7 separate regions of the Mus musculus genome follow, and all the other regions are linked to region 6. Evidence: chromatin contacts called from public promoter capture Hi-C data. All regions are on one chromosome and are shown on one strand. Each heading gives the region's core, a stretch centred on a gene start, on an enhancer-like site or on the middle of the called end of the contact. The rest is flanking DNA. Distances are from core to core; before and after follow the strand shown. Region 1 holds the start of Gaa (glucosidase, alpha, acid). Region 2 holds the start of Rnf213 (ring finger protein 213). Region 3 holds the start of Foxj1 (forkhead box J1). Region 4 holds the start of Prpsap1 (phosphoribosyl pyrophosphate synthetase-associated protein 1). Region 5 holds the start of Unk (unkempt family zinc finger). Region 6 holds the start of Birc5 (baculoviral IAP repeat-containing 5). Region 7 holds the start of Sphk1 (sphingosine kinase 1).

The links. Promoter capture Hi-C pulls out the DNA fragments that hold promoters and counts their contacts.
Region 1: a contact with region 6 is called in a promoter capture Hi-C map of liver, with 5 times the contacts expected there. The contact joins the promoter of Gaa here to the promoter of Birc5 in region 6. A contact is called at or near these places in 3 of 39 promoter capture datasets (cranial neural crest, liver and stem cell-derived epiblast-like cells).
Region 2: a contact with region 6 is called in a promoter capture Hi-C map of liver, with 3 times the contacts expected there. The contact joins the promoter of Rnf213 here to the promoter of Birc5 in region 6.
Region 3: a contact with region 6 is called in a promoter capture Hi-C map of liver, with 5 times the contacts expected there. The contact joins the promoter of Foxj1 here to the promoter of Birc5 in region 6.
Region 4: a contact with region 6 is called in a promoter capture Hi-C map of liver, with 4 times the contacts expected there. The contact joins the promoter of Prpsap1 here to the promoter of Birc5 in region 6. A contact is called at or near these places in 2 of 39 promoter capture datasets (liver and pre-B cells) and 1 of 115 datasets of contacts at active chromatin or transcription factors (astrocytes).
Region 5: a promoter capture Hi-C map of liver shows a contact between it and region 6, with 2.6 times the contacts expected there. The contact joins the promoter of Unk here to the promoter of Birc5 in region 6. A contact is called at or near these places in 4 of 39 promoter capture datasets (erythroid cells, liver and pre-B cells) and 2 of 115 datasets of contacts at active chromatin or transcription factors (embryonic forebrain and pancreatic cancer cells).
Region 7: a promoter capture Hi-C map of liver shows a contact between it and region 6, with 2.8 times the contacts expected there. The contact joins the promoter of Sphk1 here to the promoter of Birc5 in region 6. A contact is called at or near these places in 1 of 39 promoter capture datasets (liver), 2 of 115 datasets of contacts at active chromatin or transcription factors (astrocytes and pancreatic cancer cells) and 1 of 9 other capture datasets (liver).

Annotation. Positions count from the first base shown.
Region 1 is chr11:119,266,423-119,269,252 of GRCm38.p6, reverse strand. Gaa (glucosidase, alpha, acid) reads right to left here and starts at 1,290. Exons shown (of 20, transcript NM_008064.4): 1 at 1,031-1,290.
Region 2 is chr11:119,388,697-119,391,799 of GRCm38.p6, reverse strand. It overlaps Rnf213 (ring finger protein 213), which reads right to left and starts at 1,701. Exons shown (of 68, transcript NM_001040005.3): 1 at 1,674-1,701. Mir1932 (microRNA 1932) reads right to left here and starts at 1,328; the gene lies at 1,239-1,328.
Region 3 is chr11:116,333,903-116,336,617 of GRCm38.p6, reverse strand. Foxj1 (forkhead box J1) reads left to right here and starts at 1,264. Exons shown (of 3, transcript NM_008240.3): 1 at 1,264-1,400; 2 at 1,910-2,576. The coding sequence starts at 2,079. It overlaps Rnf157 (ring finger protein 157), which reads left to right. Exons shown (of 19, transcript NM_027258.1): 19 at 1-273.
Region 4 is chr11:116,488,932-116,491,654 of GRCm38.p6, reverse strand. Prpsap1 (phosphoribosyl pyrophosphate synthetase-associated protein 1) reads left to right here and starts at 1,309. Exons shown (of 10, transcript NM_026364.1): 1 at 1,309-1,607. The coding sequence starts at 1,438.
Region 5 is chr11:116,029,046-116,032,177 of GRCm38.p6, reverse strand. It overlaps Unk (unkempt family zinc finger), which reads right to left and starts at 1,862. Exons shown (of 16, transcript NM_172569.4): 1 at 1,687-1,862. The coding sequence starts at 1,790.
Region 6 is chr11:117,847,880-117,850,760 of GRCm38.p6, reverse strand. It overlaps Birc5 (baculoviral IAP repeat-containing 5), which reads right to left and starts at 1,524. Exons shown (of 4, transcript NM_009689.2): 1 at 1,300-1,524; 2 at 898-1,007. The coding sequence starts at 1,410.
Region 7 is chr11:116,531,086-116,534,218 of GRCm38.p6, reverse strand. It overlaps Sphk1 (sphingosine kinase 1), which reads right to left and starts at 1,768. Exons shown (of 6, transcript NM_025367.7): 1 at 851-1,768; 2 at 46-249. The coding sequence starts at 55.

The DNA.
Region 1 (2,830 bases), core at 41-2,540, 1.4 Mb before region 6:
TTTGAAAGCTGTAACTCAAGAACAGCCAGAATGAAGAAATGGGTGGAGAACGGTTGGGAGTGGCTCCCAGGCTCCCAACACTCAAATGTGTTGATCAACTGGGATGGTCTCTGAACCCACGTGGCTGCCATGTTGAGACAGGGTCTGCAGTAGCCCAGGCTTGCCTTAACTTGCTATGAAGCCAGGGATGGCTTGGGTCCCTGCCACCATCTCCTACACGCTGGGCTTTCTGGCATTGGAGACCACAGCCAGCTCTGTTCAGTTCTGTGGGCCTTCGGTTACGTAGGCATGACTGAAATCCGTTACCATGGTGAGTGATTCTCCAGCATCTTGAGGGAGTTGGAGTGCTTGCGTAGGCTGCAGTTTCCTACCCTCCAATCACGCCTTGGTCTTTCAGGTGCCCAGCGGCCATAATGAGCCACCATAATGAGCCACAGAAAGATCCAGTGTGTGGATCTGGCTCGAAGACCAGAGACCCATTTTGTCTTTACTGCCGAGTAAGGCCCAGCTCCACCTGGCCCTTCCAGACGTAAGTGACACTGACCATGATTCAGCATCTAAGGACACTCGCAGGCTCAAATTCTGCGGGGCAGGGTGGGAATCTGCATTTTCCAGGACCCTCCAAGGAGGCCGCAGGGCGCAACTCAGAAACACACGCATTAGAACAAAGTCCCAGAAACTGGGAGCAGGCAGCTGAGGCCCGTTCTCTCAGCCACAATTTAGAGAAAAAAACATGGGAAGGAACTGAACTCAGAGGCCACGGCTGACCTGGTGACCTCAAGCTTGCTTTCTGGAAAGCAGCTGGATCGCTGCGTCACCAGGCACAGGCGTGTCCAAATCCAACCTGTCAGACACGGGAGGTCAAAGTGAAGGTTCTCGGTTTCTCTGTGCCTCAGTTTCCCCCTGCGTCACATACACACAGAGCTTTGCCCGCCTGGTACTGCGGGCACGAACTAGAATCCCGGACTTTACCGGAGCCTGCTGTCTTACTAAGGTCACCGTCCGTGGCTGCCTGGGTCGGGGGTCTCACCTATGCCGCGTGTCTCTGCTCGATTCTCCAAAGCAGGAACTCGCTGACAGTCGGCCCTGCCTGCCTGGAGGAGGCCGCTCCTCCGGAGGCTCTGGGGCCGGAGACAGCCTTCACCAGCTCGCCCAGCTCACCTGCGCAATCACCCTCCAGGCCGAAGACCCCCAGGCTCAGCGGGCAGCGTGGGTCACGTGGTCTGTGGGCGGGGCTCGTCCGCGCGGACCTCGTCACACGACCTCCTGCGTAGGCGGCGGAGTCCGTGTGAGTGTTATCGCTGCGCCCCCTAGTGGCTGAGGGCGACAGTGAGCGCAGGTGTTGGAATGGCAGCCATAGGACGTCATCGCGTTGCAAAAGCTCCAGTAGATTAAACCAGCCCAGACCTGGAGTCAGAGTCAAACACGTGATCGCACAGAAAACCTACGATGGTGAAACAGTAAATGATCCGGGGCATTTGATATAAGTATGATGCAGGTCATACATTGAGCCAGAAGCCCGGGGTAGTAGTGCAGGCATGTGATCCCAGCACTCGGGAAGCAGCAGCAAGAAAGATTGACAATTTGAGGCCAGCATACGACACCTGGTGAAACTCTGTTTCAAAAACCAAAGTTGGCAGGCCGGATGTAGATAGGGGTAGAGCACTGGCCTACCATGTGCAAGGCCCTGACTCTCCTGTACTGCTGGGACCACTGGGGGGTGGAGGGGCATTTGTGCCTCTGGCTGTCAAACTTTTGAAACAATGTACACCAAGAAATTCAACGCCCCCCTCCCCATCCCATGCTGGGAGAGGAGAAAGGCCTGAGAAGACGGTGTCCTCAGCTCTGGCAGCTTGTCGGAGCACAGTGTGTGCAGGCAGGATAATGAGAGCCAAGAGGACTGGCCAGCGAGGGAAGGTGGATGGACTCTGGCCAGCTTGAATGTGCTGAGCTTGGCTCTGGCAATCTTTCCCTTGTGCCCATTCCCTCTGCCTTGCTAAAGAAAAACAAAACAAAACAAAACAAACAAACATTAGATTACATTCCTAAAGCTAGCCATCAAGGTCTCTTCCCTTATTTGGCCACTTCCTCCGCCTAAGGCTGACTGCCAGGGGCCAGCTGTTAAAGTATTGAAGTCCAGCAATCCGAAGCCCCCTTTGGTTCATGTAATTAATACACCAAACCAAACCTTACCACCGCATGCTAGCCCATCCTAACACAGGCCTCCCCTTCTCTCTTCTTTTTTTTTTTTTTTTTTTTTTGTGTGGTTTTTTGAGACAGGGTTTCTCTGTGTAGACCAGGCTGGCCTCGAACTCAGAAATCCGCCTGCCTCTGCCTCCCGGGTGCTGGGATTAAAGGCGTGCGCCACCACGCCCGGCCCCTTCTCTCTTCTTAAAAATGACACCAGCAGCCAACAATGGCAGCACACGCCTTTGATCCCAGCACTGTGAGGCAGAAGCAAGTGGAGCTCTGATTTTCAGGACAGCCTGGTGTACATACAGAGTGAGTTCCAGGATAGCCAACGGTACACAGAGACCCTGTCTTGGGCCCGCCCATCCCCCCTTACACCTGCCGAGTCATTTGCTGCTGTTCTTCACCTTTGTTCCTGGTGGCTTGTGCCTATTCTGGGGTCCGACAGGGAAACCCCTGCTCTGCAGAGGTCTCCTAACAGACAGGAGCGTCCCGTGACCAAGCATGCTTGGCTACACAGCTCTTCTGCCCTATTCAGAGTTAGAGCTCACACCAGGACACACCCCCGCCCCCAATTTGTTCCATTCCCATCTGTTTTACCTCCCAAAGTGGCCACACCAACTAAACCCCCTTTCTCTGC
Region 2 (3,103 bases), core at 452-2,951, 1.5 Mb before region 6:
GATAAGGAATTCAAGGCCAGGCAGGGCTCCAAAGAACTTCTTAAAACCAAAACAAGCAAGCAGGGGGCGGGAAACACAAGAGTAACTATGTATCCTTTGTGGGCAACCCACAAACTGCGGGAAACACAAGAGTAACTATGTATCCTTTGTGGGCAACCCACAAACTAAGAATGGTTAAGAATGGGAGTTGGGACTGGAGGCTTTCTAGCAAACAGGAGCTACAGGAAAGGGCAGAGGCTGAGAACTGGGGTCACAGGCTTCATGAAGGTTGGGAGCTAGACAAGGTGGTGGCATTGAACAAGTGCTTTCTCAGGTAAAAGTGTGGTCTGCCTCAGCCCTCTGTCCTCTCTTGAGAGATGTAAATTTCTTTTAAGAAAGCTCTGCTTTTCGTGGGTAGTGGTGGTGCATGCCTTTAATCTGGGGAGGCCGAGCAGGACAGATCTGTGAGTTCGAGGCCAGCCTGGTCTACAGAGTGAGTTCCACGTCAGGCAGGGGCTATAAAGAAACCGGGTCTTGAAGGCCAAAAAAACAAACAAACAAACAACAATAACAAAAACAAAATGGGGGGGCGGAGGAGGAGAAAGAAAGTTCTGCTTCTCAAACCATGAGTCTCACAGAACAAACTGAAACACACCACGGGGTGGCAGGTTATCTCCTACTACAATTTTCGGTTGGTGTGCCCAAAGCCAACACCACCTAAGTCAGTTCTCTAGTGCTGCTCAGGAAACTGAGAAGCCTGGACTAGAGGCAGCCTTGCACAAGTAAGCGGCCAGCGGCACCGCCTCTCCTTTCCACCAGCTAGAGGACCCTTCCCGTGCCTCCCCCCCTGGAAACTGCGAAGCCCGGACTAGAGGCAGCCTTGCACAAGTGAGCGGCCAGCGGCACCGCCTCTCCTTTCCACCAGCTAGAGGACCCTTCCCGTGCCTCCCCTCCACCCCCCGCCCGGGCTAGACTAAGAAAAAAGCAGATGGGTTTGGGCTAGCCCATTGCGAGCGAGCGCACCTCTCGCTGCAGCTTCGGGGACAGGGGAGGCTCCCGGCTTTGACCTAGGTAAGATCAGCGCCCTGGGCACAGACGCCTGGCACGAAAAAGTTCTGGCTTCAGTTGGTGAGGGCAGACATCTGGCTCGCAAAAGTTCTGCTGCAGTTGGTGAGAGCAGATTCCGGGGCGGAGCCTGGGACCGCTTTACGCGAGGACACGGGGTTGTGTAGGTTGGGGGTCCCCGACCTTCCTGGGTGTTGCTGGGGAGCAGGGCCGACCTAGCGCTGTCCGCAACCCGAGAGTTAATGGGGTCGGAGACTCAGGGCCAGGCTGGACCGGCTGCCTGCAGTGAAACCGAAACTTGGAACATGAAGGAAGTGGCCGCTGGGCGCCGGCGCATCAGGACGCAGGCACCATTCAGGGACTGTGACCACAGGGGCCATGAGCCGCCGGCCCACTCTTCCCTAGCAGGACCGGCACCCAATGAAACAGCATCCAGAGCTCCGCATGTCGCCCCGTGGACCCTTGGCCCGAAACACCCGCGCCCTGCCCAACGGGACCTTGCACCCCGGTCCCTGCGCGTCCCTGAGACCCACATCCCGCACCCTAGGCCTCGCGTCACTGCCCCTGGACTTGCATCCCGCTCCTAGCCCAGCACCAGATCCTGGAACCCCGAAGCCCCTCGCTCGCACCTGCAGTGCCCATGCGCCCGCGCGGACTGGCGCGCTTCGATGAGGGGTCACGGGGCCGGCGCCGCCCCTCCGCCTCCTTGGCGCACAGCCTTGCTGGAATTCCCCGCCTGGTGGCGCCGGCCTAGCTCGCTTGTCCAGAGCGACTACAGCCGCTGCGTGCCCACGGCCTTCGAAATCTCACTGGCTCTTGCACCAGGGTTGCACATTCTCCCCCAACCAGGACGGACCGCCCTGAATGGGTGACCATTGATAGGTTCAAACCTCTAGCCCCAGACATCCAGCACCTTGGACAGTATCCAGGATTTAGCCAAGCTGAAGCCACCCACAGAAGGACCTGGAGGACAGCAAGAGTGTTCACCTACAGGTTGCGTGCATGCAAAGTAGAGTGATGGCAAAGAAGTGATGGCAACCCATCACATCGAAGTCCACCAAAAGCCGCTAGCAGTAGTCATTGCTAGTGGACGGCCACACTGTGTGCTTGCACTTTCTCATCTGTGAGTCTCAGTCATGTCCTTTGCCCCCAAAGCTTTTTAACTAAGTATTAGCAAGTGTGGGGAGACCAAGCACTCAAATATCTTGAGCCTATGGGAGCCATTCTTGTTTAAAGTACCACAGTATCTGAGGATGGCCCTGGACTTCTGATCCTCCTACCTGTGTCTTTTTGTTTGGTTGGTTGGTTGGTTTGGGTTTGATTTGGTTTGGTTTTTTGAGACAGGGTTTCTCTGGCTGTCCTGGAACTCACTTTGTAGACCAGGCTGGCCTCGAACTCAGAAATCTGCCTACCTCTGCCTCCCGAGTGCTGGGATTAAGGGTGTGCGCCACCACGCCCGACTTCCTGCCTGTGTTTTAAGGGCTGGGGCTACATGTGCATACCACCATGGCTGGTCTTATGTTGGAATGGAACCCAGGGCTTCTGGATGCTCAGCAAGCACTGTACCAACTGATCTCGGTTCCCAAACCTCCATGCAGCTCTCTCAAAGTCTTCCTCCTATGCACCTCGGGGCCAGACCCTCATCTTCCCAGATTTTTAAAGTTTTTTTTTTAATTGCACTTATTTATGTTGTTGTATTAGAGCCACAGCATGCAAGTGGAGCTCCAAAGACAGTCTTCTGGAACCGCCTGTGGCTTAGTTTGTTCCTTATGGTCATTCTTTACACTTAATGGGTTCCCTCCCTCCTCTGGGGGTGGTGGGGTTGAGTGAGAATGGCTTCCATGGGCTGATATGTCCAAATACTTGGTCCCCTGTTGATTGAACTGTTTGGGAAGAAGTAGGAGGTGTGGCCTTTTCCACAGGAGGTTTGTCACTGGGGGCAGCTTTGAGGTTTTAAAAGCCCATTCCACGCCCAGTATACTCTCTGCTTTCAGATCCAGATGTGAGCTCTCAGCCACAGGCTCTGTGCCCTGCCTCTATCATAATAAACTTAAGCCCT
Region 3 (2,715 bases), core at 15-2,514, 1.5 Mb after region 6:
CTAGTCCTGTCCATCTGGTGTTGGCGTGCTGGCTGCACACTTTGTTTTAGGGCCTGAACACCTGTGTGTATGTGTGTGTGTATGTGTGTGTGTGCGTGCGTGTGCTCTGTATGTGCCATCTGTGTACCCCTCACATTCATGGAGTACACTTATAGGCACATTACAGTGGGGACATCAAGATGCAATATTTATGGATTGCTGCATGATTCTTAAAAGTGAATAAAACTGTTTACAGGGGCAAGGGAGCCATTAATTACAACGTGAATTCGTTTGTGAACGTATTCGTTTCAGTCAGTGGCTCAGGCTCTTTTTAGTATTTCTGCAGACCTGGGTACAAGGCCAGCTCCATTCCTGACTGCCCTACCTGCTTCTGCATCTGCCTTAAACCCGATCACTTCCAATCCTGCAGCTCGTCAATTATTAAAGAACCCCAAAGCTGATGGCAATAGGGAAAGCTAGGGCCCAGAATCCCTTATGCTTAGTAGTTCCCATCACTTAACCAGTTCCTGGCTAAATCAGTAGAACAAATGACCTCTTTGAGAATCTTGCAGGCCCAGGGCTTTTCTGTTTTTTGCCGGCTGGCTCTGCTTCCTAGACTGTCTGAAAGGGCAGCACCTCCGCAGATGCCCCTGGAATGCCAGCTTCCGGGAACTTGAGCAGGGTGAGTGGGCGAGCTGCTTACCGGGAGACGCTGGGTTACCCTACCCGCCTCGGTGTGTCTGCGAGCTGTGTGGCCGTTTCTGCGGATTATAAGCGACAGGTGGCATCAGAGAGTCAAACTTGCCTGTGGGCACCAGAGAAGACACTCGGGGACCAGGGAAAGGCCCCAGAAACCAGACAAAGGCCACTGGCAGCCCGGTGAGGGCAAAGACTTCAAGGGCACGGTTCCCCGAGACTTGGTCTGCAGAATCCGGGGCTGGGTCCCCTCAGCGGTCAAACCCGACGCGTTGGGGGAGGGGTTCCCGGGGCCTCGAGCGGGAGCCGAGCACCCGCCGTGAGACCCAGCGCGGGGCCCTCGGGCGGGAATGCACAGAGTCGGATCTCGGTGGCGGGTAGGGGGCTGGGTGGCGCGGGAGAGGGCGGCAGAACCAGAGAGTTCCAGAGAGTTGCCGCCAGAGGAGCTGCAAGGGCCCGCGGTCTCCTTGGAGACGTACTGGCCAATGACAGCAGCGGAAGCTGTTTATGGGGGCGGGGCGTCGCCATGGCAGCAGAAGAAGCCTTCCGAGCGTCTACTTAATGCCGGTCCCCGGGCCGTCGGCGCTCAGAGAAGCGCCGTCGGGCGAGGGGGGGGGGCGCGAAGAGGGGCGCCAGCACAGCCCTCGAGCTGGGGACAGAGAACCGCGGGAGGTGGGAGGAACTTCTTCCAGAACCTTCCTCTGGCTGGCTGCGCTCTGAGCCAGGTAAGGGACTGGGAGGGCTGTGGACCACGGGATGGGAGGGCGTCGGGACCTGCTGGCTATCCAGTCCATCGGTCGCCCACAGAAGTAGTGGGGCCACGAAAATGAAATCTGAGGAGTTCGGGAGATCGCTTCCTGCTCCTCCATAACTCGGTCCTGTGACCTTCCTTTCCCGAGACCCTTCATCCTAACACCTCTTTTCAAGGATCAGATGACCTACTTTGCCCCAGCCGCGTCGTACTGACCCCCCTGGACTATTGGGATGTGATCTTAGTTTCCCACTCTTTGGGGAAAAGAGTTAGTTTGGGCCTTCCTACCCTCTTCCCTCATTGTGGCCAACAAACCCTTCAAGGGCAGATGGAGAGAGGTGGAGACGCAGGATCAGACCAGGGTCCTGTGTTTCCCTGACCTCGCCACAGGCTGCGGGGATGAATGTGAGGGGCTCCCCCCCTAAGGCGCCTCTTTCCTCTCGGGGTAGGGGAAGAGTGTTCAGTTCCGTGGTGCTCCCGCAGGCCTCACATTCGTGTTCGGAGGAGGCGACCCCCTGGGTCGCAGAATGGAAGTGAGTGTTCTGGAGACTGTGTAACTGGAGTCTGGGTTACCAGCGGGCCAGAGAGCGCGGCGGGCCACTCCGGCTCAGCCTGTGGATGTTGACCGCCCCTTCGGAGAGTCCCCGCAGACATGGCGGAGAGCTGGCTGCGCCTCTGCGGAGCGGGTCCCGGAGAGGAAGCCGGGCCGGAGGGCGGCATGGAGGAGCCGGACGCCCTGGATGACAGCCTGACCAGCCTGCAATGGCTGCAGGAATTCTCCATTCTCAACGCCAAGGCTCCCACTCTTCCCCCAGGAGGCACAGACCCCCACGGCTACCACCAAGTGCCGGGCTTGGTGGCGCCCGGGTCACCGCTGGCGGCAGACCCTGCCTGCCTTGGGCAGCCGCACACACCCGGCAAGCCCACATCGTCGTGCACATCTCGAAGCGCGCCCCCGGGGCTGCAGGCCCCGCCCCCTGACGACGTGGACTATGCCACCAACCCACACGTGAAGCCACCCTACTCCTATGCCACTCTCATCTGCATGGCCATGCAAGCCAGCAAGGCCACCAAGATCACTCTGTCGGCCATCTACAAGTGGATCACGGACAACTTCTGCTACTTCCGCCATGCAGACCCCACCTGGCAGGTAGGGGGAGGAGAGGTGCGGGTGGTGGCCACTCCCTCCTCACGACCTCCTTCTGGCACTTAGCCAGGCTCGCATACCAGATCTGCAAGGCCAAGGAGACACCTGGCTGTGAGGTCAGGCCTCATGAGAGGCCTGACCA
Region 4 (2,723 bases), core at 60-2,559, 1.4 Mb after region 6:
TGCAACTTGGGCACGGGAGGGATGGCTCAGCAGTTAAGAGCACTGGCTGCTGTTCCTGAAGACCCAGCAGCCCACAACTGACTCCAAACTACAGTTCCAGAGAATCTGACACCCTCTTCTGGCCTTTGCAGGCACTGTGTATGCACGGTGCACAGACACAGAAAGACTCAATGTTCAGGCAGATTTCTGAGTTCGAGTCCAGCCTGGTCTACACAGCGAGTTCCAGGACAGCCAGGGCTACACAGAGAAACCCTGACTCGAAAAGCCAAATTAAATTAAATTAAATTAAATTAAATTAAAATTAAAATTAAAAGTCGAACTGAAAACAGAAAGCAGAAAAGGGAGATTTATTAAACCTAGCAACATCGGTAAGAGGAACAGAGGAATCCAGAGAAGTCCACAAGTCTGTCCTCCGTCCAGAAGTGAGATAAAAATGTAAGCAGAAGGCCGAGGATTTGCCACCTAAGCCGTCCCTTCCAGGGCAAGGTCCCGACCATCATTGAGACGCCCTTGCATGGGCTTCAACCTCAGCCTGTAAGGTGGTCTGAGAAGTCTCTGGAGCTCTGTGAAAGCTGTTTTTGGGAGTCACGTTTTTTTTTCTCCCAGCATGACATTCCTGAGGTGGGTGGGGGAAGATCTTTACTTCTTTGGGGGTCCGTTTTTCAAACAGTCTGATAGATCGAGAGGCTCAAATGTCTCTTTGGAACGACTTCATCTATTTACACAAAAGTAAATGAACACACGCGCCTTCTGTATTTGCACAAGGCGAACTCATGCGGGCAGAGCGGCTGGCTGGGGTTGAGGGGGACGGGTGGGAGAACTGAGAACAACAACGGGCAGGAGTGCAACCTTGCCTCACGTGCAGACACAGATATAACGTCTAGGGAAGGCCTCCACGTCCAGATTCTGGAGCAGTTAGTTTAAGTGCCCGCAAAAGGGAAAGGGCCGGCTGTCCCTTTTCAAATAAATCCCAGCCTGCGCAAGCGTGGAGGGGAGCGCCGGAGGCTCGTTCATCATAGAGGCGTGAGGCTAGATTGTCTCCGGTCCCTGGGCGGACATCTTAGTTCCTGGCAGTAAATTTGAAAACATTTATAAGTACCACTAAACATGGCTGCACCTCCCAGAATAGTGGACATTAAAATACCTGTCCCCGGAGACTCAAACTCAGGCGAACACGCGAGTCAGCGGCGCCTGTGTCAGAACAGGCTCTCCATGCCATGCCCACCTCCCTGCCCTTTTCCGAGATGGCGGCGGGGGCGGACGCTCTAGCTGCTCGACTCGGTGTCGCGGAGGGGCGCGGCCTGCCGCGGGGTCCGAAGGAGGCTGCGGCGCTCGGCTGCGCCTTCGGTGCGGCTTGGAGATCCGGACGCATCTGTGTCGCGCCTCGTCCCTCTGCGGCCCCGCGCGGACCGCTGTAGCCGCGCCTCGGGCCGGAGGATGCCCAGGAAGCTGCTGCTGCTGCCCCCGCTGTCCGCGTGCTCTGCTCTGCGTGTCCCGCGGGCTCGGCCCGCCGCCTCGCCGGCCATGAACGCAGCCCGCACCGGCTACCGAGTCTTCTCGGCCAACTCCACGGCCGCCTGCACGGAACTGGCCAAGCGCATCACTGAGTAAGCGAGGTGGTCCCCGGGGTGGCCCTAGCCCCTCTCCCCGTCACCTCCACCTTTGCACCCGGGAGCAGCAGGTTTGGGCCGACTCCCCAACCCCGTCCCAGGGCCGCGGCGCACTCTTAACCCTAGAGAGGTTTCCTGCGCTTGCCCTGAATCTGACCATCGCCATTTCCAGGCGTCCCTAAAGCGACAGGCGATGTGGGTCCATCCTAGACCGAAGGGTTAGGACAGTCAGGGAGAAGGGAACTCAGAAGTACTTCGGGCTGGGCGGGGGGAGAGCCGCGATTACAAGTGTGTAGGATCAGTTGTACAAAAAAGTGTTTGCTTAGGGGTGTGTGCGTGTGTTAACCACTGACCTCAGGGGACCGTGGGGGCCCTGAGATGTCTTTCCAGGCTTGTTTGTTGTTACCGATGCTGGATGGATGAAGGACGTGATTTTTTTTTTTTTTTTTAAACCTTACTTACAAACTGTGGGTGCTTCTATGGGGAAGGGATGGGAGCGTGAGCCTGAACTTTGCGGAAATCATGGAGAAGAATCCTGCAGAGCAGAGCCTCCCGGTGCCCTGCTGATAATAACCGGTCTACTTAAAGGCCCCTTTTCAATTTTGGAGAAAACTAGAGCCCTGGTATAAAGAGCCTTAAGGGCCCTTTGTGAAATAAGCTTTTTAGTAATATGTATCGTTTCTCTTCTCCTTTATGGGACAGAGCTTTATCGTAGCTCCTGCTGGCCTGGAACTTAGTGAATGGATGAGGCTTGCACTCTCAAGAGTTCAAGCCGGGAGATCTGCCTGCTTCTGCCGCGGGAACACCACACCCATCATGGGCTTTGGTTTCTGAGATAAGGTCTTATGACCCTGGTCACACTCTAAATGGTGTGATATTTCTGGCCTTGGCCTTTCCGATGCTGGCAGTTCAGGTGCGCACTTGGACTCCCTGGCGTAAATGACTTGACTTTGAACATTTAAAGTCATTTTCATATTTCAAAAGTTCTTAGCTCCACCTGTTTTATTATCAGTTGGACTTTGAAGTGGGTTTAGGAGATATGTACAGGGAGACAGTCAGTCTCTCCGGTTTCTGTTTCTTTTCATGATTTATTTATCGTGTATACAATGTTCT
Region 5 (3,132 bases), core at 613-3,112, 1.8 Mb after region 6:
GGAACGCTGAGTTCGAAGCCAGCCTTATCTACAAAGTGAGTTCCAGGACAGCCAGGACTATAAAGAGAAACCCTGTCTCGAAAAACCAAAAAAAGAAAAGGAAAGGAAAGGAAAGAAAAGAAAAGAAATCTGAGGCAGGAGGATGCAGAGTTCAAGTTCTGTCTGGATTAAAGCAAGTCAAGGCCAGCACAAACAACTTGGTGAAATCCTAGCTTAAAAAGTAAAGAGTAAATAAACAACTGGGGGTGCGTGGCGAAGACGCAACCCAATGACAGATGTGATCCCAACATGTAAGAGGCCTGGGTTCAGTTTAACCCTACAACACAAGGTCCTGACTGTGAGAGCACAGAGCAGTGGCCAGGCTTAGCCAACTGAATTCAATGCCTGGAACCCTCCAGGTAAAAGGAGAGAACCAATTCCTTCAGACTGTTTTGACCTCCACACCTGCATGTGGCGCTGCGTGAGTGTTCCCACAGACTCACATACAAATAAACAAATGTAGATGTTTTTCACAGTTCCACTAAGTTTACAAATTTTTGTGTGTGACCAGATAAGTGATGTTATTCTGATGTTAGACCTTCTTATCAAAAGCAATGGCAAGGTTGCAGAGTGAGAGAGAACTCCAGTAAGAAAGGACCAACTGATGACCACCATACTTGAAAGGCTAACCTGAGTTACAGTCAAGTTTGGATGACGTCAGCCAACACTAGTCATTTGAAGAAACCAATACATTTTCTATAACCAATGTTCCCCTGTCCCAACTCCCAAAAGTGTTGAACCAGAGCTGCTTCTGCCTGACTTTAGTTCGGATGCTGCCAGCTCCTGGCTGGACGCTGGAGTGTTGTTCAATCTCTCGGGTTCTGACATTTCCACAGGTTGGGATCTCCTAAACTGGCCCATCACTCAGGCACCCAGTAGGGACACTCCTGGCACACAGCAGGGAACGGAAACCAACAGGGCTTTACAAGAGGAACTACAGCATTGGCCTTTGTCTCACAGAACCTAGGCCTACTGTGACATGACAGCAAGGAAGGCAGGGACCTAAGCTTGTACACATGCAGTTTTTACATTGTGGCAATCTCATTTAGGCCAGTTACGATGAGGCTCCCTTGCCTGCCCGATGCTGAAGGGGTCTGCAACCATTAACACCCCGGATGTCGCTGACTCAAGCTAGACAGTACAGCCTGCACGGAGTGAGCCCATTTCTGCACGTTTGACTGTTTAAGGGAATTCAAGCATGGGTGATCCTCGTGGACAATCTAACAGGCCTTAAAGATACAAAAGGCCTCCGGTGCACAGAGTCTCCTCCCGAGACTTCAAGCAAACAGTCATTTCTAGACAGGTCTCGTGCTGGTTGGTACAGACTTCCACTTGTCATGTCGTGGACTTGTCGGGTTTTATGTCTGAGACCGTCAGGCCTCTGAGGCCTGGCCTGAGAAGTGTGGATTCGGGACCCGCGCTCCTGCCTTTCCGACTCGGAGGCTGGGACCGAGTTTCCCGCCCCACTGCCCGACCAGAGGTTGGTGACAGTTGAAGTAAGCTGGGACCGGTCCCAGCAGGTTGGAACCGGTCTGGGCCGAGCCGGAGGAAGGGGGGGGGGGACAGCCTCGCGCTCTCCCTGCGCGCGTGACTCACGCTGGCCGCTGACGTCAGGCGTGCGCGCGCGGCGGGGGGGGCTCTACGTACGTGTAGTGCTGCGGTTTCTCGGGCTGTGCCTGCAGCACCTGAGCGGTAGCGGCCGGGGGCGCCGAGGAAGCTGCCGAGCCGCCGGGCCCGGGGCCCTTCGACATGGTCCTGTCTTCCTGCCTCTTCGCCGCTCCCCTTTTATTATTCAGTCTGCGCGGTCCGCGCCGAAGACCCACAGCGCCTGCGCCGCGCCACGAGAACGTGAAGACCCCCCGCACAGCAGCAAAGGTTGCTGGGAGTTGTGGTCCTCCTTTCCGGTGAAATTTTACCGTTGGCACAGTGTCGCTGCTAAAGTGCAAGACCACAATACCCAGAGATCTTTGCGGACGGTGTCCCGGATGCTGAGGATCCGCAATGCCTTGTGGTAATTGTAGTCTAGTCACTCTTAACTATTACCTGAGCATTGTCAGTGTGGTCGGAGGTGAACTCTACCTTTAAACTGGATCCTCCGGAGAGCAAGGAACCAGTTAGGGAGGCCTGAAACAACTCCACGGAGAATGTTCCAAATGCAGTGCAGTAATTGCCTTGCCTCCCTACCAGTACAGTTGGCGCACCGTTTCTAAAGTCAGTCTAGAGCATTGCCTCGGAGCCAGCAAGCTAGTCAGCCAATATTTTCATAATATAGTAACCTGTAAATCACCAGAGAAAGTATGCAGGCTAGCAGACAGTTTGAAGAAGCTTTTTATTGTTGTTGCTTTGTTTTGTTTTTAAAAATTACAATACACCATATTGTTCCTGGGCATCATTAACATTTATCAACCCTGAAACCTGGAACCCCTCCACTTGGGCTCCTTCTGAACTCAGTGGTTGGCCCAAATACCTTGTTTCCAGTAGGTTAAGGTCCAAGGGAGAACCTAATCTCTATCTAGAGTAGTCTCTTAGGCACTTTGGTAAATTGTTGAGAAGTATAGTGATAGACTACATGAGAAGGGCCAGGGGCTGAGGAAAAAAAAATGTTCTAGTCCATTCTAGTTCCCTTTTCTGGAAAAAAACCTTTCTGTTCCGGGGAAATGCAAGGCAATTGCCTCACATTTAGGAATATGGTTTTATGAAATGACTTTCTACAGGCTGGATATAGGGGTACATCCTGAGGGAGGAAAGTCACAAGTTCCAGGCCAAGCTAGGCTATGTACTAAAACCCTATCTCAAAAACCAACACGGTGGCATGTATCTCGGTCCCAGCACTCAGGAAGCAACGGAAGGTGGATCTCTGAATTCAAAGCCTGGTGGCATCCGTTGGTAGTTCTAGGTCAGCCAGAGCTGTCAGTCTGTCTAAAAACCCGAACAAGAACAACCAAACAACAACAGGTTGGAGATGAGTAGGGGTAAAGGTGCTTGCTTCCCTAGGCTGCAAACCCAAGTGGGATCTCTGGGACTGATGTACAGGTGGTAGGAGAGAACCCACTCCACGAATAATAATAAAATAATAAAAATGTCCATCATAGA
Region 6 (2,881 bases), core at 275-2,774:
TGTTATGAAATGCAGGTTTATTGGAAAGCTGCTCCCAGGTGAATTCACTGGGCTCAAGGACTGAGGCCAGGGGAGTCACCATGGGAAGGTGAGAGAAAGAACACATGTAGAGAGAGAAGAAGAGAAGTCCAAAATGCCTGGATTATATAGGGTGGAGCCTCTGGGGGGAAGGGCTGCCCAGTTCCTGGGCTGGAAGTTCAGAGTTGGGGGCAAAGTATGCCAGGGAGGGAGTGAGGGATGCTGGGAGAGCCTGGAGTCCAGGTCTGCTTTGATATGTAGAATAAGCACCTCAGTTCCTACTCCTGGGGTCTGAAACCAAACAGGGGCCACTGAAATGGCCCAGGTGAGGATGCTTGCTGCCAAACCTGCTCACCTGAGCTCAATTCCAGGGACCAACACAATAAGAGAGAAGTTATCCCCCCAAGCTGTCTTGACACCAACATCCACCATGACACCCACATCCAAACATACACAAATAGAAATATAAATTAAGTAATAATAACATATTTAAAAATTTGGTTGGGCAGTGGTGCTGCACGCCTTTAATCCCAGCACTTGGGAGGCAGAGGCAGGCGGATTTCTGAGTTCGAGGCCAGCCTGGTCTACAGAGTGAGTTCCAGGACAGCCAAGGCTGCACAGACAAACCCTGTTTTAAAACAAAAACAAAACACAACAAAAAAACCTCAGGCAAAACCATGCATGTTGGCAACACTCAGGAAACCAAGGCAGAAATTGAGAATTCAAGACTAGTCTGAGCTGTATAACTGGAACACTTGAGCAAGAAGCATGCTCTTCTACTAAATACAAATGGTTTGTCCCAACTCCAGTTCAACCCAAAAGGCTCTCAATGGAAGGGGAACACCAGGAAACCCACCGAGAGTAGCCTGTGGGACTTACATCGGGTTGTCATCGGGTTCCCAGCCTTCCAATTCCTTAAAGCAGAAAAAACACTGGGCCAAATCAGGCTCGTTCTCGGTAGGGCAGTGGATGAAGCCAGCCTCCGCCATCTGAAAATGACAGCTCGTGAGCGGGATCAACAGTCTGACCTTATCCCATGATTCCCAGAGATCGTTCCGGGCCGAGAACTGAGGACAGTGGGAAGAGGCCCGGAGGCTAACAGTGGTTCAGGCAGAGGGTGGGGAGAGCGGGGGGGGGGGGTGGCCTCGTGGAGGACAGAGCAGAGCAAAGCAGCCTGGCTAACAGTACGAAGCGAGGGTGGGGATAGCGGGTTCTGATCCCGGGTCACACAACTAAGGCACCGTCGGGCCCAGGGTGGAGTCGCTGGAAGCTGGGACTCACTCGCTCTGGGGTGCAGGCGCAGTCCTCCAGGAAGGGCCAGTTCTTGAAGGTGGCGATGCGGTAGTTCTTGAGGTACAGCTGCCAGATCTGGGGCAGCGCCGGAGCTCCCATGATGGCGTCACCACAACCTCCGCCAAGACGACTCAAACGCAGGATTCAAATCGCGCGGGCGGAGGCGCGCCGCAGAGCATGCCGGGAGAGCCCCGGCCCCACGCCCTCGCCCGCTGCCTTCTGGGAGTGGACGGCGCGAGGCGAGCCGGGAAAGTCCCGCCCCACGCCCATCTGCGCCTGGCCTTGTGGGCGTGGCGGGCGCAGGGCATGCTGGGAGTTGTACCTTCTGCTGCGGTTCCTTCTTGCTATTCTGACTCGAATCTTCCGCAGCTGCTCCCCAGAGGACACGGAGGGTGGCCGAGGGCGGTGGACGGGCCTGGGGCACCTCTTTAAAGCATGTCCGCTGCAAGTCCCATGTGCTCTGCAGGTTCTTCCTGCCTCAAGGTTTGCAGGATTTGGCCAGCTAGATATCGGAATGGAAGTGCCTCGGACCCACCCACAGGCTGGTGGAGGGGCGCCCTTAGGAAGACAGGAGACCCTCCTCCCTGCAGCAGCCGCCATCCTTCCTATAGACACCCTGGGATGGAGGCGGGGTCTGTATGTCCCAGCGCTGGAAAAGAAAGTCAATGGGTGTCTATTTCTGAGACCATCGGCCTGGCTCAGACCAAAGGGAAGCAGCCATACACCGCAAGAGAGTCCAGGAGCAGAAGAAAAATACTGCTTCCTGGGTGTGACTGTTGGCTGCTGAGCCTGCCTTGCTGCGGGCCCGTTTTCAGTGTCTCTGTTCCTGTCGGGCGGCCTGTGGTTGCAGTGGCTTCTAAAGAGCTTCACACTGCAGACAGCAGGCTGGGCATGCCCCGAACACAGCCCAGGTTGGCGTTGCAAACGAGTGCCCTGATAATTCGGTTTCCTTTTCAATAAATCTCAGTAGGCTTCCTGCCAGTGGGCCTCCAATGAGCTCCAGGCCACCTCACAGATTGTGAGGAAGAACAGATCATACCACATAGGCAGCTGGAACAAGAGGGGTTTTGTCACGTCCCGAAGAAACATGGATCAAGTATCAATTCCTGTGGCTCCCCCCAGCTCTTCTCACCCTGCCCCTATCCTAAACCTCACCAGTCCAGCGTTTGAGCTTCTCTTCCCTGTATAGACCAGCCATTTCTACAGCTTGCTCCCTTGGTCTGAAACTTTCCACTTCTCTCTTGGTCCTCTTCCCTCTCTCATCTCTTCCTCTCCTCTCTCATGGCCCGGTTCAGATAGGACTCTTCCCTGTAGTGAGAATTTGAGTTTCTCTAAAAGCCCAGTTATGTTTTATGAATGTGTTTTTGTTTTAATCCCAGGTGTGGAGTAAGAGGTGGCTTCCCAGCAAATAATTAGGGTTTGCCTTGCGCAAGGGTGTGATTTTTGCCAACTTCAGGAGAGCGTTTATTGTTTGGAATTCTGGGAAGTCTTTAGAGGGTATAAATGCCTTGAGCCCTGAGAGAGACAGGGGTGCTCTGAAGAGGCTGCTCCTCCCCCTGCTGTTCCCCGT
Region 7 (3,133 bases), core at 519-3,018, 1.3 Mb after region 6:
GGGAAGAGATCTCATTAGCCTTTCCCAGACAGGTACCCCACAAACCTGGTTCCATAGCCAGGTCCCGGGGCTCCCGCTGACAAGGGGCCACCGGTGCTGCCCCGGCGCTGCTAGAGGTAACGGCGGCTCCTGCGTTCAGCTTCTTATCGGTGTTGCCCAGGAGGGTGTCTGGCGACTGGCCGTGGGGCTCGCCCTCTCCACCTCCCTGGGCTGTGTGAGCGCCCTCGTCATTCCCCGGGGCGGCCAGATCTGAGGGACAGGAGGAAAGAGTGGTGGGGTTCTCTGCCTGGGCTTCCATGCACGTGGGACAAAGTGCCCAACCAGAGCCCCTGGCTCGCGACTGAATCACCAGAGCCCCGTGGGTGGGGGATCTAGCTTTCCAGAATGAGCTTCCCACCCCACGAACATTCCGTTCCAGGGGACACCGGATTCGGACCCGACGCATGAGTCAGTGACCCGTGGCTCTCTTCGTCGGGCCGGCTCTTCACCCTTCGGGCTTGGTGGAGAATCCAACTGCATACAATTCCCAGAACTGGCATTGAGAGGCGCGTACTCTGGGACGAAGAACCCCATCGCAACCTGCGCAGTCGCCCGGTCCCCTGCCTGAACTACGAAGCCGCTGAAGCTCCGAGTCTCCAAGAGGGTGGGGGTGGGGGTGCGTGCCGCACTCGTGAGAACAGCGCCCAAGTCCCGCAAAAGCCTGCCTGTGCTGGGCGGACCCACAACTATGGTCTGCCCTGCCGGAGCGCGAGTGTGCACTGAGGCGCAGGCGTGGGGCCGTCTCCTTCACGGACCCACGAAGGCACCGCCAACTACGGGAGGGCGCGCGCGGGGGAAAGGGGATCCCTACCCAATCTGTCCCACGGGCGGCCAGTGGCGGAAAGCAGCTCCTCTCCGACTCAGACCCGCGACAGAGGGACAACTGAAGCACTGGGCTGACACCGACTCCAAGGGATCGCCCCCCTCCGGTCTCAAACTTTTTGCTCAATTTCACGGCGGCCCGGGGAGGGCGCTGAGCCTCTGGGCCGGCCTGGCCACGCCCCGCGTTCCTTGTGCTCTCGGGGTGGAACCAGAGTTGCGCGCAGCTCTGGTCCCCCACCCGCCCGGGATCTCACTGCACCTCCCCGAACACAGTCGCCGCCAGCCTGGGCTCGGCCACGCGCAGATGAGGGGCAGGATCCCCGGATACGATTGTGCGCCCGGTGCTGGAGGAACAGCTTAGGAAGTCCGCAAGAGGTGGGGTTCTGAGCCCGGCCTGAAGCAGCGCATCCGCGGAGCGCGAAAGCGAGGGCGCAGCCCACATGCCGGCGCCCAGCATCCGAGCGGGCTTCGGGTACGCGTGGGTCTGCGCTTACTGAACCTCGAAACTGCTGTTCACAGTAGGGATGCAGCGCCTCTTTGGCGTCGCTTAGACCTAGCCTGAATTCCACATCCAGACCCTAGTGCTGTCCTGACTCTGGGCCAGGGTCGGGTCACCCGCCACCCGCGAACTTCTCTTCCTCCCCTGCTCCTCCGCGGTGCCTTTACTTTTAGCTTCCAGATGCAGCCGCTGGCTCACTCAGACGCCGAACCCGAAGCAGTCTGGCACGCCTTTCAGGAGAAAGCTGAACCGGTTTGGGGACGAAGTCGAGATGAGAGTACCTCGTCAGCAACCTCCAAAGGTGGAGTCTTTCCCCCCAGGGAACACTATCAAGGCCTGAGATGCTGCCTGCCGCGGATGATCGGGATCCACGATCCTCACCGACTGGAGGAACCCAGCAGTGTGGACAGGGCAATGGGGGCTCTCATCAGGATTGGAGAGGCTAGCATGGGGGCGTGGTCCCAACCTCCCCACCCCTTCGGGCGATCTCGGGGTGAAAATGCACACGTGCCCCGGTGTATGCGCTTCGGTGGAGATAAACAAGACGCATAGTTGTGTAAGTGATATATTTCATGGCAAGTGACCTGAGGGTGTCCGTGACTAACCGGAGTTAAATTTTTGGAAGATTATTAGCGGAGACTTGGAAAAAGAAGCTCCCAAATCCTACCAAGCACCAAAAACAGACACCAAACTCCCAAGGAAGCTGCATTGGTTTAGCTCCGGTTACAGAGAACTGGCGCGCCCACACCGGCCCCCGCGCGACCCCACCCACCTCTATCTTCGCATCGCTTCTTAAAGTCCAGAAGAGGCGAGTCCAAGAGGAAAACGAACCCAGATAAGAAAGGATTGCAGTGAACTAGGTCACGCCTTGAAGGTGGCTTCTCTCCCAGAGGACCCTGGAGTTCCCCGACCGAGTTTCTCAGTATTTTAGGAGTCCCCAGGAGGGCCAGGGGCACAGGCTGGACCTGCGGTTCCGCACGCGTCACTGCAATATATGCCTTGGCTCTGTACAGCCGCGGGACAGCCTGACCGGATCATGAACGCCCCGAGTGCCTTCCGAGAAGGTGACTCAGCGACACGCTCACGGGTGGAGAAACTCCCGGAAACAACCAACCAACCAAAAAAAAAAAAAAATGAGGATTTGGAGGGAGCAAGGGCGTCATCACCCACCCCCGGTTCCGCGACTCGTGGCTACCAAGATCTGGTCCTGCACCTACCCCCATCCCCGGCTTCCCACCTTACACCCCTGGAATCTAGCGCGGACAAGGAAGGATTGCAGCTCTGCAGCCGCAGTGCCGTGGTCACGCGCTGCGGGGACACGAGTCGCGGTGGGAGGAGGGGGCTCTGCGGGGAAGCCAGGCTCTCTGCCACTCGCTCCCTTGTCTACCCTGCCCCCTCCCCTTACCAGAGACCTAGGGTCCAGATCTGGCGTTGGTATCTAGCAGACTCAGGGAGGAAACTATTCTCCCCGAGATTTTGAGCTTGGAGGGGGGCTGGCTGCCCAGACTGTAGGAAACACCCTCCTCTGCTCTCTCACGGTTTGGGAAGGAGTGTTTATCAAGCCCGACAAGCAAGTCATTAACAACTAAAGAGGAGAAACTGAGGCACGGGGAAGGAAAGATCGGGCTGTGTGTAAATTTACGCTCAAAATGCCGACCTGGATCAGGGTCTCGCTTTTCTTTGAGGCCTGGGGCTGGAACTTCTCATACTCTGAGGGCAAGCGTGGAGCAAGGTTGACTGGAAACTCAGTCCGTGGGAGAGAGCAGAAGCAGC